Regions from separate parts of the Gossypium hirsutum genome. Here regions 2 and 3 are each linked to region 1. Evidence: chromatin contacts called from public Hi-C data. All regions are on one chromosome and are shown on one strand. The core of a region is the stretch at or near the end of the contact, and the rest is flanking DNA. Distances in the headings are between cores, read along the strand shown. Region 1 holds the start of LOC107951072. Region 2 holds the start of LOC107951079 (protein LURP-one-related 6). Region 3 holds the start of LOC107951068.

The links. Hi-C and Micro-C count contacts between places; a contact is called where the count stands out from the background.
Region 2: a Hi-C map of leaf shows a contact between it and region 1, with 3 times the contacts expected there. The contact joins the promoter of LOC107951079 here to the promoter of LOC107951072 in region 1. A contact is called at or near these places in 3 of 34 Hi-C or Micro-C datasets (all in leaf).
Region 3: a Hi-C map of leaf shows a contact between it and region 1, with 3 times the contacts expected there. The contact joins the promoter of LOC107951068 here to the promoter of LOC107951072 in region 1. A contact is called at or near these places in 10 of 34 Hi-C or Micro-C datasets (hypocotyl, leaf and seedling).

The regions. Positions count from the first base shown.
Region 1 is chrA06:20,387,947-20,392,767 of Gossypium_hirsutum_v2.1, reverse strand. LOC107951072 reads left to right here and starts at 1,970. Exons shown (of 6, transcript XM_016885976.2): 1 at 1,970-2,163; 2 at 2,272-2,418; 3 at 2,663-2,815; 4 at 2,973-3,148; 5 at 3,480-3,592; 6 at 3,907-4,185. The coding sequence starts at 2,287. The coding sequence ends at 3,573.
Region 2 is chrA06:20,625,805-20,630,625 of Gossypium_hirsutum_v2.1, reverse strand. It overlaps LOC107951079 (protein LURP-one-related 6), which reads right to left and starts at 2,140. Exons shown (of 3, transcript XM_041115305.1): 1 at 1,722-2,140; 2 at 215-460; 3 at 1-144. The coding sequence starts at 1,955. The coding sequence ends at 287.
Region 3 is chrA06:20,246,521-20,251,341 of Gossypium_hirsutum_v2.1, reverse strand. LOC107951068 reads right to left here and starts at 1,941. Exons shown (of 6, transcript XM_016885966.2): 1 at 514-1,941; 2 at 1-408. The coding sequence starts at 1,776.

The sequences.
Region 1 (4,821 bases), core at 721-3,220:
TGGAAGTAGGGAGCAAAGGAAGAAAAAGAAGAATGGTGGAAGTAGGGGATGGCACGAAGGGGAAGAAGATGATCAACAATAGTGAGTGCCAAAGAAATGGTCAAAAATGCTACTGTGCGCTGCGGTTAAGGATTTCACGTTTGGATGACTAAAATAAAAATTTTCTTTAATGACAATAACCAAATTGTAAATATTTTATTTGGATAACTAAAATGAAAGCAGTCAAAAAGTTATGAACAACTAAGTAGTTTACCCTATTATTTAGTTCAAATAATTAATATTGTTAACTGGTCTTTTAAAAAATATATTCTAAAAATAATTGAGTTGAAATTGGTGTTTTACAATATATATATATATATATAAGGATGTTAACTATAATAGTTAAGAGCATTAGTTATTTAAACTAATTAATGATATTATAATAACAAAGAAATCAAATTAGAATAAAAGTATATGGAGAAGGTCACAAATTTAAGCATATTAAAATACCAATACCATGACCTAAGACCTAACACAATTATTTCTGATAAATAAATAGATGGTTAGAGAGAGGGGGGAATTTGAATATATAATAAAAAAAATTAAATATTAAACCCTACTCAATTTGTTTTTTAAGAATTTATATATTTAATAATATTAAACTTATTATTTGATATTGTTAGTGCTGAGATGATTGTTAATTGTATGTAAAGTTGTAATTACAAATACAATTAAAAAAATAAAATAGTACAGATTAACACAAGAATTACTTAAGTTTGGAATTTTTTTTATATATTATAAATCAATGATATAATATATGATTTAAGTTCAACTCACTCATTAAATTACAACACTTATACATTCCATTAGTGTCACTGTCCCAGTAAAACTTCCACTTGAAAGCTTAGTTATATATTAAACGTGAAAACAATTTCCACAAGATCAAAATACACCTCATACAAATGTTTTTTTTTTAATGAATAAACAAATGCTTTATTTGATTTGTACATCAACACATAAACAAGTCTATTTTAAATAAACCTTTTGTAGACTTGTAATCCTCGCAGTGTAAACAAAATAATTATATTCATATAATTGTTACTCAAATTCCGAAATAAGACAAGAATTTTTGGTCAAAATCTTGCACAACCATCTAGTTACAATTGGAACATGGAAAGCTGGAATGTGTAACTGCTGCTAACAAATTTTTTAAGGAAAAAATCGGAAATCTTTCATTCAAACTAAGCCAACATGTATGAGCATTATAAGAACAACTTGAGAGAACGGAAACAAGACCACAATACAGAACGAGATAACCCATCGAAGCAAAAGTTCGCACAGTAACCCAAAATATAAACATGGGACACAACAAACTAGTCGTCGCCATCACCCAAGCCGAAGCAAAGAGGAGATAGGACCTAGATGGGTGCACGAAGCTTGCTTCGGAGAAGCGTTAACTCCTCAAGAAACAAATCCAAGTTAAGTGTCACGGAACATGGTCTAACAGCAATCAAAAAATAAGAAAAGAAATAAAGGAAAAAAAAAAGACAAAAGAAACTGACTAAACAGTGAAGACAAGCAGGCCTTGTCAGAACAACGAGAGCACCACGGACCACTACAAAATCTCATTAGTTGTGGACAATGATGTTTATAAAAAGGCCATGCAGGACTTGGGTAGTGGTCAATGCTCTGATATTGTATACTATTTTTAAGATTCAACAGGATTAACTTGGTAGGAATCCGACATTCCTTTTTGAGATTCAATGGGGTTGGTTTAGTTCGTAAGAACCTGACATTTCATCCGAGACTGGTTTTAAATTTGACTTTCATTGCTGAAAAGAGATCTGCGGCATGCATGCCTTGGCACGGCATGGCATGACCTTCCCTCTTAAAAAACTTTTTACTTTTCACACGGAGAATGAACTACGTAACTAAATTCCATTAGATAAGGGCCTATATATCAATAAATCCTGTTGGACCCTGAGGAACTGACACCGTCTTTGAATAAGGTGGACCTTGGCCCAAGCTCAAGTTGGACAAGGATTCCATCGGCATTCTTTCTAAAACACGAATAAATTCACACACACACACTTAACAAGAACTCAAAAAGCTTATTCCTTTAAAATTGCCGATTCCTCTTCCCATTGAATCATGGTTCTAGTATAATCCAATCCTATCTTATAGGTAAGTATACTTTCAACTCAAATCTTTCCAGTACGGAAGTACTGCTGAGAGTTAACATTGACTTTTATTGTATGGTTTCTCTTGGGAACTGAATTTTCTTCTCTCCAGTTTGGTGGGTTGAACATGGAGCCGCCACCTAATGGTGAAGAACCCACTTCGTGGGATGAGCTATATAACATAAATTTGATTCCTTCTGAGTTGTTCCTCAAGTTTAGAAAAGAAATTCAGGGGTTTCGAGTTGGTGTCAATTTGGAGGTTATTTTTCTTTGCACTTTTTTTTTTCAGTCTTAAATTGCTCCCTCCATTCATGTTATATTGGTGCCAATTCAGGGGTATGAGCCCAGGAAAGGAATTTTCTTTTAGCCAATTCAACTTTAAATGTTGCTATTTTACTTGAAAAGGGGTATTTTTTTTATTTTACAAAAGATAATGTATATCATCCTGTACAGTTTGTTGTTGTTTTGAGCTGTTGAGTAATTGCATCTTAGTTTTGGTTCAGTTCTTCAATGACCCTATGAATGATTTCCAAACTAAGCTTGTGCTGAAGCCTTTATCCCCTGAACGGAGGTGGAAGTTTGCATATGAGCCTATAAGACAAGATGTACGCCTTATTTCCAAAAAGATCCCCGTCACAAAATTTCTTAATCTCCAGGTCTGCTCTACTTTACACAGACAAACTTTCTATTAGTGATAGAATATACAAGTCTATTCCAAATCTGATAATTATTGCTGTAGGTGAATTTATTTGTTTCTCATGCATGATTTTGCCTAGATTTTGCAATGGTTATGCTAAAATGTTTTGGAAATAGGTTGGCATAGGCCACAATTTCAAGATGAATGCAATTGGTTGGAAATGGAAGCTCACCACCTGTTTTGGTGGAGACGGAATTTCTCGGATTCGGAATAAGACAACCCTTGGCTTGGTTCCCGGCCTGGATTTTCGATTTGGGTGGAGGGCAGATTATGTTCTTCCAGAAGTTACTGGGCAAGTTCCTTGAACATTTATTTTAAGAATATTTATTTCACAAAATGGAGGAAGCAATAAGGTTATGTCTAATAGAAGAATCATATTTGATTTCCTTGATCTTGTATGTAGATATTCCAAGGAAACTGCAAGTCAATGGCTATTAGGACACATCTAGAATATTCATTGATGTTATTACTCATATGCTTTAAACATGACTCAGAATTTCCGAAATGTGTTATTGTCATGGTTCTCCTTGTTAATAGTGACATTTTTGTTCCTTCACAATTTAATATGAAGACATGATTTCGTGATTATTCATAACTTATCGTTAATACCTTGAATTTAACAGAGCTCTTGGAACCGATGAAGCATTGTTCAACTTGAACTCTGGGCGGTTGCAAGCATCATTAGATAGAGTTGAGGCCATTGTGACTGCCACATGATTGGTCGTCAAAACATCAGGTACGATTATTATCTCACGATCCTTTTAGGTGCATTTAAGGTTGGCTTTTGACATGGTATATATAACTGACAATTTGTAGGATATGAAGTTGTCAAGACCATAAAGACTTGTATCTCTGTTGTTAAAACTCAAAGTACTGGGAACTTTCTGCCATTGTTTGATCTCTGTGTTTTTACCTCTGCTACCTGTCTTACCCAAACATGCTTCTTTTTCACGTAGTATGATGAGTTGTTTTACATAATAGACCCTTAGAATCCTTGGTTTATTTTCTTCTATACTAAACAGTTTTGTTCTGAAACATCAATCTTAGCAGGGCCAGCATGAATTGAAACTGATGGGATGGTTTTCCAACTCGGTGGCTCGTTTGTATAGCATTAAGTAGCCAGGGCATGAATGAACCAGATTTTGAAATCAAATAGTTCCCTGAAATTAGATCGTAAGGAAATGGCTTTCATTATACTCCTTTTATTGTCTTCCGCCACTTGCCTTTTTATATGTTAGTTACTTCCATAGGGGAGTCTCCCGGTGAAATTACTGGTAAATCAGGTTATTTATACTGTTGAGGTTATTAGAGGGGGTTTCTGATTTGTCATGTTCTTTTTTCTCTTTGGATGATTGAAAACTTTGTTTTAAAATCCACAGTGAAGCAGAACAAGCTTCTAAATGGACCTATTTAAGGTATAGCCTTGTATATCAACAATCTTGTTGGCTACATAGGCTTAGTTTGGATGGGCGGTGTGTTTAGCTCCGGTGAGGTTAAAAACAGCGGTGGCGGTGAGATTAGTTACTGTAGCGGTGAGATTGGATATTGTAGAGGTGAGATTAGAAACAGCGATGGAGTGTGTGTTTGGATTCAAACGTAGCTGTAGCGGTGAGGTGAAAATAGAAAATGACTTTTAAGGACATTAGATTAAAAATGATATATAATAGAAGTTTTTAAAATTATTTAACAATTACAAAATTAATAAATGGTTAAAATTATTACAATTATATTTATTTTTAATAATAAATAATTAAAAGTGAATTAAAACTAGAGACAAATTCAAAAATTTATTTTATTTAATATTTCAAAATTAAGCATATATTTAATTATAGGGGCTCAATTAATTATTGAAAGATTATTGAAATTATTGAGCCTTTAGAAAAATAAAACATTATTGAAAGATAAAATAATAAAGCAACTCTAGAATAAGGGTCTTAATGCATGTTATTTCAAATGTTTGTCATC
Region 2 (4,821 bases), core at 891-3,390, 240 kb before region 1:
TCAGCACCTGGTAGATTCACCGTAAATGTAATCAAGAACAGCAATGACTCCAAAAACAAAAGCTTGATCAATCCCAGGTCTTACCACTACTTGATAAACATCTTTACTTGCCATCAACTCCTCTACTTCCTTCTTTACTCCAACCTGTACGTAAACTTATGATTTAGAACAAAACTAAACTTGATACCATGTTATATTAAATGAAGTATACTACCTGAGCGACAACGTTGCCTGTGGAATCAATGATGCTGCATTTTCTGTCAGGGAAATAACCATTGATTTCATACTAACACTGCTTGCTGCTGCTTTTTGGTTCAGTGGAGATTCTGATGGCATTGTTATTGGCTAGGCATGAACGGGCCGGCTCCTTTAAAGTGAAAACCAACTTTTGTGATCCTTCGTAGTCGAAACTGTAGCCTTTCCATTTTTTATGTATGCTTAGTGCCTCAACCATCCCTCCCTGGAATATAGGAATCAACAACAATTAGGCTCTAATTTAGCCCATAGCAATACAGTTTGTGCTTATCTGCCTGCCTGCCTATGCTTGTGGGTATATATCCCATGTCTACTCGGTTATAAAAAATCACTATGCATCATAGTGCTAAAAAATTTGAAAATAAAAGTTCAATTCTGTCCCCAGTCTCTATACTTTTCAAGCTTATTCCCCTGTTTTTAATTCTAGGAATTCAATCTCTCTATTTGTTTTAAGTTAAAAATCAAATTCCTATTGATAACACTGTTAATTGACTTCTTTTCAAATCAATTGGATTTTAATTTTTAAATTAAACCTTTTTCTAATATTATAATGTTACATATTCAAATTTAACGAAAATTAACAATGTTATCAATTGGACTTTGATTTTAAAATTACACAAGTAAAGGGAACCAATTCTTCAAACTAAAAGTAGAGGGATTAGCCAACAACCTAAATCAAGCTCTATGTTGCCACTTTCAACCCTGCTCATAAAATTCCTTCCCGCAAGTTATAATGTATCAAAAAGAAAGAAGATACAGGGACTTCGGGCACAATTAGCCTAGAAAGAATCATCACCTGGGGACTTAATGAGAGACAAAATATGATTTTAGTTTGTTAATATAATCGCAATGCACACCGTGTAAATAGAGGGCTGGCATGTACTAGACACCTAAAATTTTAAAATTTTAAATTAGTAAAGTTAAAATTATACTTTGCCCTTCTAAAAATATAAAAATTTAATTTACTTTTTTAAAAATATAAAAACGTAAACTATTAAAATAATGAAATTACATTTTTATTATCATAAAAATTATAATTTAATTTCAGCCATTAAAAAGTTTTCTGATTTCTCCCCTAGCGGTACTTAATAGTTTTAATACATGGATAAATCTCATCCCACCAGCTTCTCTATTGTACAAAGTTACTTGAACCAATTTGCCATCCCTATTGGAGACTACTTTAGGACACAGTTATAATCATGATGACCAGTTTTCTATTCCATGTTATCCTGCTTTATCCTTTTGCATATCATGTTCCTTTTTATCTTTCCATCTAACATGCAAATGCAAGTTGTTTTTATACAAAACACTCGAGGAAATTCAAGGCTCATTCATTTAAACTGATTCATTCATATGCATGCACACACACTATAGATCATGCCTTGAAGAATTTATCATAATTTGATGGTATACAAAGGAACTTCAAATCCATGTTTTAAAGTTAACAAAAAATATACAATTTTTACCTTTCGACGTATGAGAAGCAAAGCATCCCCATTTCCATCTCTCAAGACCAGCTCCCCTTTAGTACCCAGAACCCCACAACCGTCGACCCTGAAAACAACCATCTGGCTACAATCCATCACCACGAACCCGCCTCCGTTCACCACATGCGGCCTCCTCCTAACTGCAAGCACCACCTGAGATGAAGAACAATACAGCTTACTGATAACCGGCATTGTATTGGCTTTCCCGGCCATGGATTTCTCTCTTTCTATCTCTCAAGGATTAGGCTAAGTTGATGTTACTCGAGTCTGAGACAATCCGTGCTTATATACATGTAAAAATGGTTTTTTTTTTCTCTATTTTGAAAGATTAGGCAAAGTTGTTTGACTATTGCTATACGTATAATATATATATAGATGTAAGAATACGTATTGGCAAACATTGTGGAGCACGTTTTGTTATATATATTTATATTGTTCTTTTTTCTACATGAAGGAATCGTTTTGCATGTAATTTGAGTCAAGAGTGAAGAATTTCAAAAAGGGTTTTTGAAAAATTTGGCAGGTGGTTGGCCAGATCTCTTGAATGCTAAAATCTTTTAACGAAGTCTTCAATTATTGATGAAGAGGAGCTTTATGGGACCATTATTTCTGTCAACTAATTTAAAGGTCTCCTTTTTGAAGTTGGTTTAGAATAACGTTTGGCTCACTATAATATTGCATATGCATGAGAATAAATATTAGACTATAAAAAATGGTCTGTAAAAGATGCTAATCCGCATACGTGGCAATAAATGGTTTTGTCAATCGCTTCAAAGCCACCAATTTCTTGTTACTTTGATACAGTTCAGATAAAGGGTTAATTATGCCCCCAAGTCCCTGTACTTTTTTTGATCTTTACAAACTTTCATCCATATGCTTTTAGGGTGCGTTTAGCATTGGTTTTCTTCAAGCCAAATAGTTAACTTTTCAACCCAAAAGTGTTAATTTTCTTTTAACTTTTAGAAATTTCACTTTGGAGCCTTATTATATTTAGATCTTTGGCTTTTGAATGTACTCCATCTACTGGTTTGGTCTAAAAGTTAAAAGAAATTTTAATAACTTAAGTTAAATTCAAATATGTGACATTTTAATATTCAAGTATCTAATTTAAAAATTAAAGTCCAATAGATAAAATATATTTAATTTTAATAGAAGGAATTTAATTTTTTTAATGAACCTAAAGCATAGAGACTAGATTTGGAAAGTTTAAAGAGTATAGGGAGTGGAAGCACAATTAGACCGAGAAAAGATTGACTTGTTGCTACTGACTCCGGTTAGAATTTTAGTGATGATGTTTGTTATAACTTGGCTTCTAAGCTATGGAGCTGACTAATATTCAACGTGATTTGGCACAAAGATTAGAATTTGATACCTTCAAACTAAAGGGTTTGGAAAACAAAATGAGCATTTGGAGCATAAATTCTGATTTTTATGTAATCTGCCAACATTAAGGCTAGTTATAAATTTGTTTTAAAAACATGGTTTTGAATGGTCAAATTGACGACCTTTTGAGTTCATTGAACCCTTAAGAGTCCTTTGATGGTTTAGCAGTAAAAAGAGCACACAGACCAAAACAGTGTCCAGCTGCCGCTGAATATGATCAGATCAGAGGCAGCCTATGGGCAATAGCCCAAACAAGGAGCAGGCCGAATACTTTGGACTTATCGATTCAACAATAATCTATCTATACTAACGGATAAAAATGTCCGTAAAAAGATCTCTCCACTCCCTCTTAATTTTAAAATTGAGTAAATTGTTCTCTCTGAAAAATTAAATTAATTTAATTTCCATTAATTTCAAAAGTGTGTAACTAAGGACAATTAATCGTAACGTTAATGTTTTCCATCAATTGTACATGATTTTGATTGGTATAATAATAAATTTAACCCTCAAAGTTTACACATTCTGTCAATTTGGTCCTAATTTAACAAATTTATCCCGCAATATTTGTGTAAATGTTGAGGGTGAATGTGTTGAAATTTTTGGAATTAAGGCAAAAATGACAAAATCTGTAAACATCAAAGGCTAAATTTGTTACTATACCAATCAAAATTATGTAAAATTGACGGAATACATTAACCCATTATTAATTGTCATTAGTTACTTTCAAATTTGACAGGGATTATATTACTCCAATTTTTTGAAATAGACTAATTTACTCAATTTTGAAATTAAGAGAAATTGATGAGATTTTTTTACTAAAATTGTCTCATATTTTATTAAACAATGGTTATATATCAGGACACTGTAATTAAAATTTTAATAGATTTTATTTTTATAAAAACTTTCCTCATCATGCAAAGGACTTTCTCACTCTCTTTAAAAACTACTACTTTTCAAAAGCTATCAATCCTTTAAAAATTATATTATACCTTCATATTCATCTCAAATTAAGTATGAAAGACCTACTAATTTAAAACCCAAATCCAAGAGGTCCAATTTAGACAACTTAACTTGGATCATGATAATGCAACCCCATGATGATCACGTCCCGCAAGCTTTGTCATTAAAACCACTTTTCACCTTTGCTCAAGCTCCACCTTTCTAGGACTCACTCCAAAGAAGATATATTAAGAAGACCCCTACATACACTCATCAAACCATCACATCCAATGTCTCCCTCCATCTGGTCCTTTCAAGTCAAGTCCAACAATACTCTAGGTTGACACTCATCACCCTACTATGATGCTTAAGCTTGATGGATAGGGGCCCATGATGAGCCTTCCTTATCTCTTATAAATACCCCACAATATGTAAAGGTAAACCTAGATACTTGACCTTAGTCTACCCAAATTCTATTAGATTACCTTTTTGCCCCTATAATAACATGTTTTTCAATGGTATCGAAAATGGAGGTTTTAGAATTGTATTTTCGATGATTGAGCTTGTAAATATTATTATTTAATGTTTATGAGGTTAATATAAATTTCAATTAATGTTTGATCATTTAATTTTTTCAATAGGGTAGTTAATTAAGGTATAAAGACTAAATCGTAAAAGTGGTAAAAGTTCAATCGCTATAAATTTTTAAATTGTTAATGGACAAATGGAGATATTAAACCAATTGATAATAGTAGAT
Region 3 (4,821 bases), core at 692-3,191, 140 kb after region 1:
GATACCATCGCCTCTTGCAATAAGAAATTCCTTGATAAAACTATCAGTTACAGACTCCAACCCTGCTACTGACAACACTTCCAAATGCTCCAGCTTCTTCAATGATGGCAGAACCAGCATTGCATCAATACTTTGGCAATCATCGATAAATAGTTCCAGTAGAACTGATGCCAAGGAGGTAGCTAAAATGTCAATAGCGCTGTGGGTAAGAAATGAACACTGGCTGAGATTTACAGATCGTAATGCAGGGGCAGAAGAAACAAGAGCACTAAGCCCAGCATCCGAAAGACGATATGCACCAGTCAATGACAAAGTGGTTAGTGCAGGCAAGCTGTTCGGCGACCGAGCTAAGGTAGAAGGTAAATTATAATCCGCTAAGCAGTGGCCACAGTAATCAAGTTGGAGAATCTGAATTCCAAAAACAATAAACTTTAGACTAGTCGCAAAAAGAATATCATGAAATGGACAAATAGCAATAACTCAATACGACGTGTAGATGAATATACAGCGTACCGTCAAGTTGATAGTGTCACACTTTTCAAAACATTGATTGAACTGTTCCTCAGTTAGCCATGAACAATCTTTGAGGCGAATTTCGATAGGGGATCCGTTAAGAAGGAGATCAAAAAAGTTACTATTCATTCGCCTCGAGTCACAGAGCATATGACAGAGCTTGTGTCTCAGAGCATCAGGCACATGAGCAAGCGAAGCAATCGCATCTGCATTATCGACAAGAACCCTCAAGCTCAAATCAAGCAATGATGGAGGCAGCCGCTTTGACCAGTCTTTTCTTTTACCCTTTTGAGGAACCCACTTAATTTGTAAGTACTGTACCTTGTCCGAGGAAGAACTCCCCTGTCTTACGTTAAAATTCGCTGCTCTATCCCTTATAATCTTCATAGCAGTAGAGAAAGGACCCGGCCAATCTTCAACACCCTTTTCTTCAGGTTCTTCGGACGGAATTTCGCTTTCAGCCTCCGTTGATAAAATGTTATCATCTTCTTCCTGGGTGCTGAAATGGGCAAATCGAGAAGCATTTTCCCTAGCCGTATCTCGAAACCGCTCCATTCTCCCCTGACTTGTTCTCCTATTATTCTTCTTACTTGGCTTTTCATTGGACAAATTCACTTCCTGTGCTAGAAGTTCAACGTCGGAAACTGAACCGTCAACTAAACTCTCATCTTTAGATTCCAAAGCACTTTCTACAAGCAATTTCCCCTTCCCTTTCTCTTCTCTACTATATCTCCTTTTTCCCTTCACATTCACTCTCTCCTTGCTTCTTTCCGGTTTCTCAGTATCTTCACTCTCTTCCACTAACATGCTTTTACCTTTCCTGTCAATTTCAACCTCTACATCGCCTTCGCTGCCGTTGCCGTCGCCAAATGGACCCTTCTTAGTAACCCTCTTCCCCGACCGCAAACTCAATACCCCTTCATCCTCGCCGCTCTCCAAACCGACATCGTTATCGGCACTCAACTTCCTCTTTCTCGAAACGTCACCGTTTCGTCGTTCGATAGGTTCCTCCGCCTCCAAAACACCATCCTGGCCGGCATTGGACGAAGCTCTCGTAGAAAGACGAAGGCTCCGCCGAAGTATGGGTGCGGAACCGGAAACTGAACCAAGAGTTTTAGGGGAGGGAATGAGTGAAGGCGGCGATGAACGAGTGGCGGGTTGTTCGCGGCCTTGCGTGGGAGTGGCGGGCGGGTCGATATTGGCCCGAGCTTTTAGGGGCTTGGGTTGGACCGGAAGGATTTCGCGGGATCTTAGGACCGGCATCGCTGCTGAAAGAAAATGGCGGGAAGTGAAAACGAACCAGTATGAACACTCAACAAAAGAATAATAGGGAGGAATCGTATTAAGAAAAAAGGGCGGCCTTTTGGTTTTTTAACAAATTTAGGGTTTTTCTGAAAGAGAAGCTTCTCGCGTACGCTTTTCTATATTAATTTTCCCGCCACATAAATGTCCTCAATATTACGGGCCTGAATCTGAATGGTCAGCCAGCTGGCTTTTTTATGTATTTGTTTTTGGCCCAAAGAGATGTGAAGAAGAAATAAAATAGTGAGAGGAAAAAAGAATGTATTTTTATTGATTAATCGGAATTTTTATAATATTTATTTATTAATTTATGTTTGTTTAATAATAAAATATTGATAACGTTCAACATGATTTAAATTTTAAATTTATATAGGATTTTAAAATATTTTAATTAAGTTTTTAGAGTATTAATATTAAATTAAATTAATTGTAAGTTTAAATTTATCATGAACATTTAAAATATGTTAATCTAATCAAATAAATGAATAATCTCTTTCCTTAAAAAAACTATATAATTTGCTGAATTTTAACTTTATTAATTTGTTTCTTTTAAGCATGCACTAACAACCTATTATTTTAGACCTTAAACATAACTATCTAATTAAATACTATACACTTCAACTCAACTTACCATATATAAGGTTTAGCATTATATATTAAGCTTAATTCAAATCAACATTAAAGAAATACTATCTTAATTCTAGTATATATTAGAAGCCAATCATGACATATCTAATCTAATCACATATATCATATATTGTTGTGATTATAGGGCTAAATAACGTCAATAGTCCCTTTTTTTAATAATTAGATTTAATTAAGGAAATAAATTGATTTAAATAAAAAAGCGAGTTCAACTGGACGAGCTTTCTGCATACGTATCAAGAAAACACGTCTAGCTGGACACGTTTTCTGGAAAACTCATCTAATCAGGCATGTTTTCCCTCAATGTTCAAAAAGGTCAAAAAGCAATGGCTTTTTTATCAGTGCCACGCCAACTGTAAAAAATAAAAATAAAAATCCAACAATAAGTTTTTTTACCCTATAAATACCCTCCAAATTTCAGTTTTTTCATTCACATTCTTCTCTCAACTCTCTCAAACCCTCTCAAGTCTCTCGTTTTGATCGTGTACGATATTTTCATTTAAAAATAATATTTTTATTAATTATCTCATATTGTATTTGTTCAAAATCTATTTTTCACGAATGACCGCCTCTCTAATCCACTTCAACAACAAGAATATTTCCACCACCCAAGTAGTAATGGTAAGACGAAAATTTAAATTTCATTAATTTCAATAAGGTTAATTTTATTTTTTTTAATTTGAAATTATTTTTATTGTGTAAATAGGCAGAGAATCGTGTTTTGAAGGGCTTCATTCATAACATCGGAAAGCTTGCGATCCCTGAAATTCTTGGCCACTTGCAAGCAGTTGGATTCTTACATGTGTCTTGCATGTTCGGGGGCTACAAACTTGATTTGGCACTTATCAACTCATTGGTGGAAAGATGGAGGCCCGAAACACACACTTTCCACTTTCCATTTTCCACTTTCCATACGGTGAGTGAACAATCACACTCAAAGACGTTGGAACTACAACTCTGTCTGCCAATGGATGCGCCAGTCATCACGGAATTAGCGATCGTTCCGGGTAAAGTGGACTTCTGCACATCACTGTTGGGGAAGGTTCAAGACAAGTTCGAAAGTGGTCCGATATCGATGAACTAGTTGAATGATAATTTCGACGAGCTCCTTGAATACTGAATAAAGGAGGTCATAGAACAGTACACTCAAGCATACGTCATGAGTTAATCTGGGGCATTTTAATGCTTGACAAATCTCAAAATTTGGTTCATGTAAGGTGGCTACCACATCGTGGACTTCAATAAGTACGGAAAACTAAGTTGGGGATCTATCATAGTGTCCACATTATACTGGGAGATGTGTTGGGCCACGATACCGAGTGCAACATCGATCGGTGGTTGCCTGCTCTTGTTGCAACTGTGGGCCTAGTGGCTACTATTATTTCTACGTCCCAAGGTAACCAACCCATACATGTTCCCTTTGGTGACGAGGTAAATATCATTTATTAACAAATATGTAGTCTATACAGTAAATTTTTTTATTATACGTTTTGACTAACATATCGCTTATATAGGTGGAACCGTGAGCCGAGTTATATGAGACTGCCTGAGGAGCTAGAAGATATTATATTGTTGTTAGACCAACATTTGAAAACCGAGGTTAGTTACTTATTCTTTCGAACCTATATTAATTACATAATGATTCGTAAAAAAAATTCATACATAACTATACTTACAATTTTACTTTTCTATTTGAATGGATGTTGTACACCGACACTAATGTCATATCTTACATCTTGCCAGAAATGTTGGATAATGGGCAGATGTGGGATGCCAAGGTGTCATTGGTAGTGTACACGATGATGGAAATGCACAAATCGGATTGGGTGTTATGACAGTTCGGGTGGAGGCAATGAATTTTGCTGTCACCGTGAGACTTAAAGAGTTGTACAATGGGAACATACGGAGGAAGGGCAATAACGACTAGGTGGTACAGCATAAGGAGCACATTGAGGCGTGGGATCGTAAGGTAATCTTAACTCATTCGCGAATTATTTTTTGCAGTGGACATGGCGGCATCTGATGATTACTTGGCATAATTCAAAGCTACCAGCAATTTGTATATGTTACAATTGGAGGTAAAAAGTAAACAAATTTGGGCAAAGAGGCAACATCGACCTCCACAATAGCGTAGGAGAGGATGCGATCGCACGACGGGTTCGTCATCCACTCTGATAGAAGATGCGTTACTTGTGGCTACGCAATATAAAGGTCAGTTCGCTCCACTTATTCTCGTTCAATTAAGTAGCCTTTTTTTTCATATGCACCATCATACTACAGACCACCGTCGCATGTGGTCAGTTTTTCTGTTCCTACGGGTACATATTCTGTGGCATTGACACCCCCTGCATACTACACCCC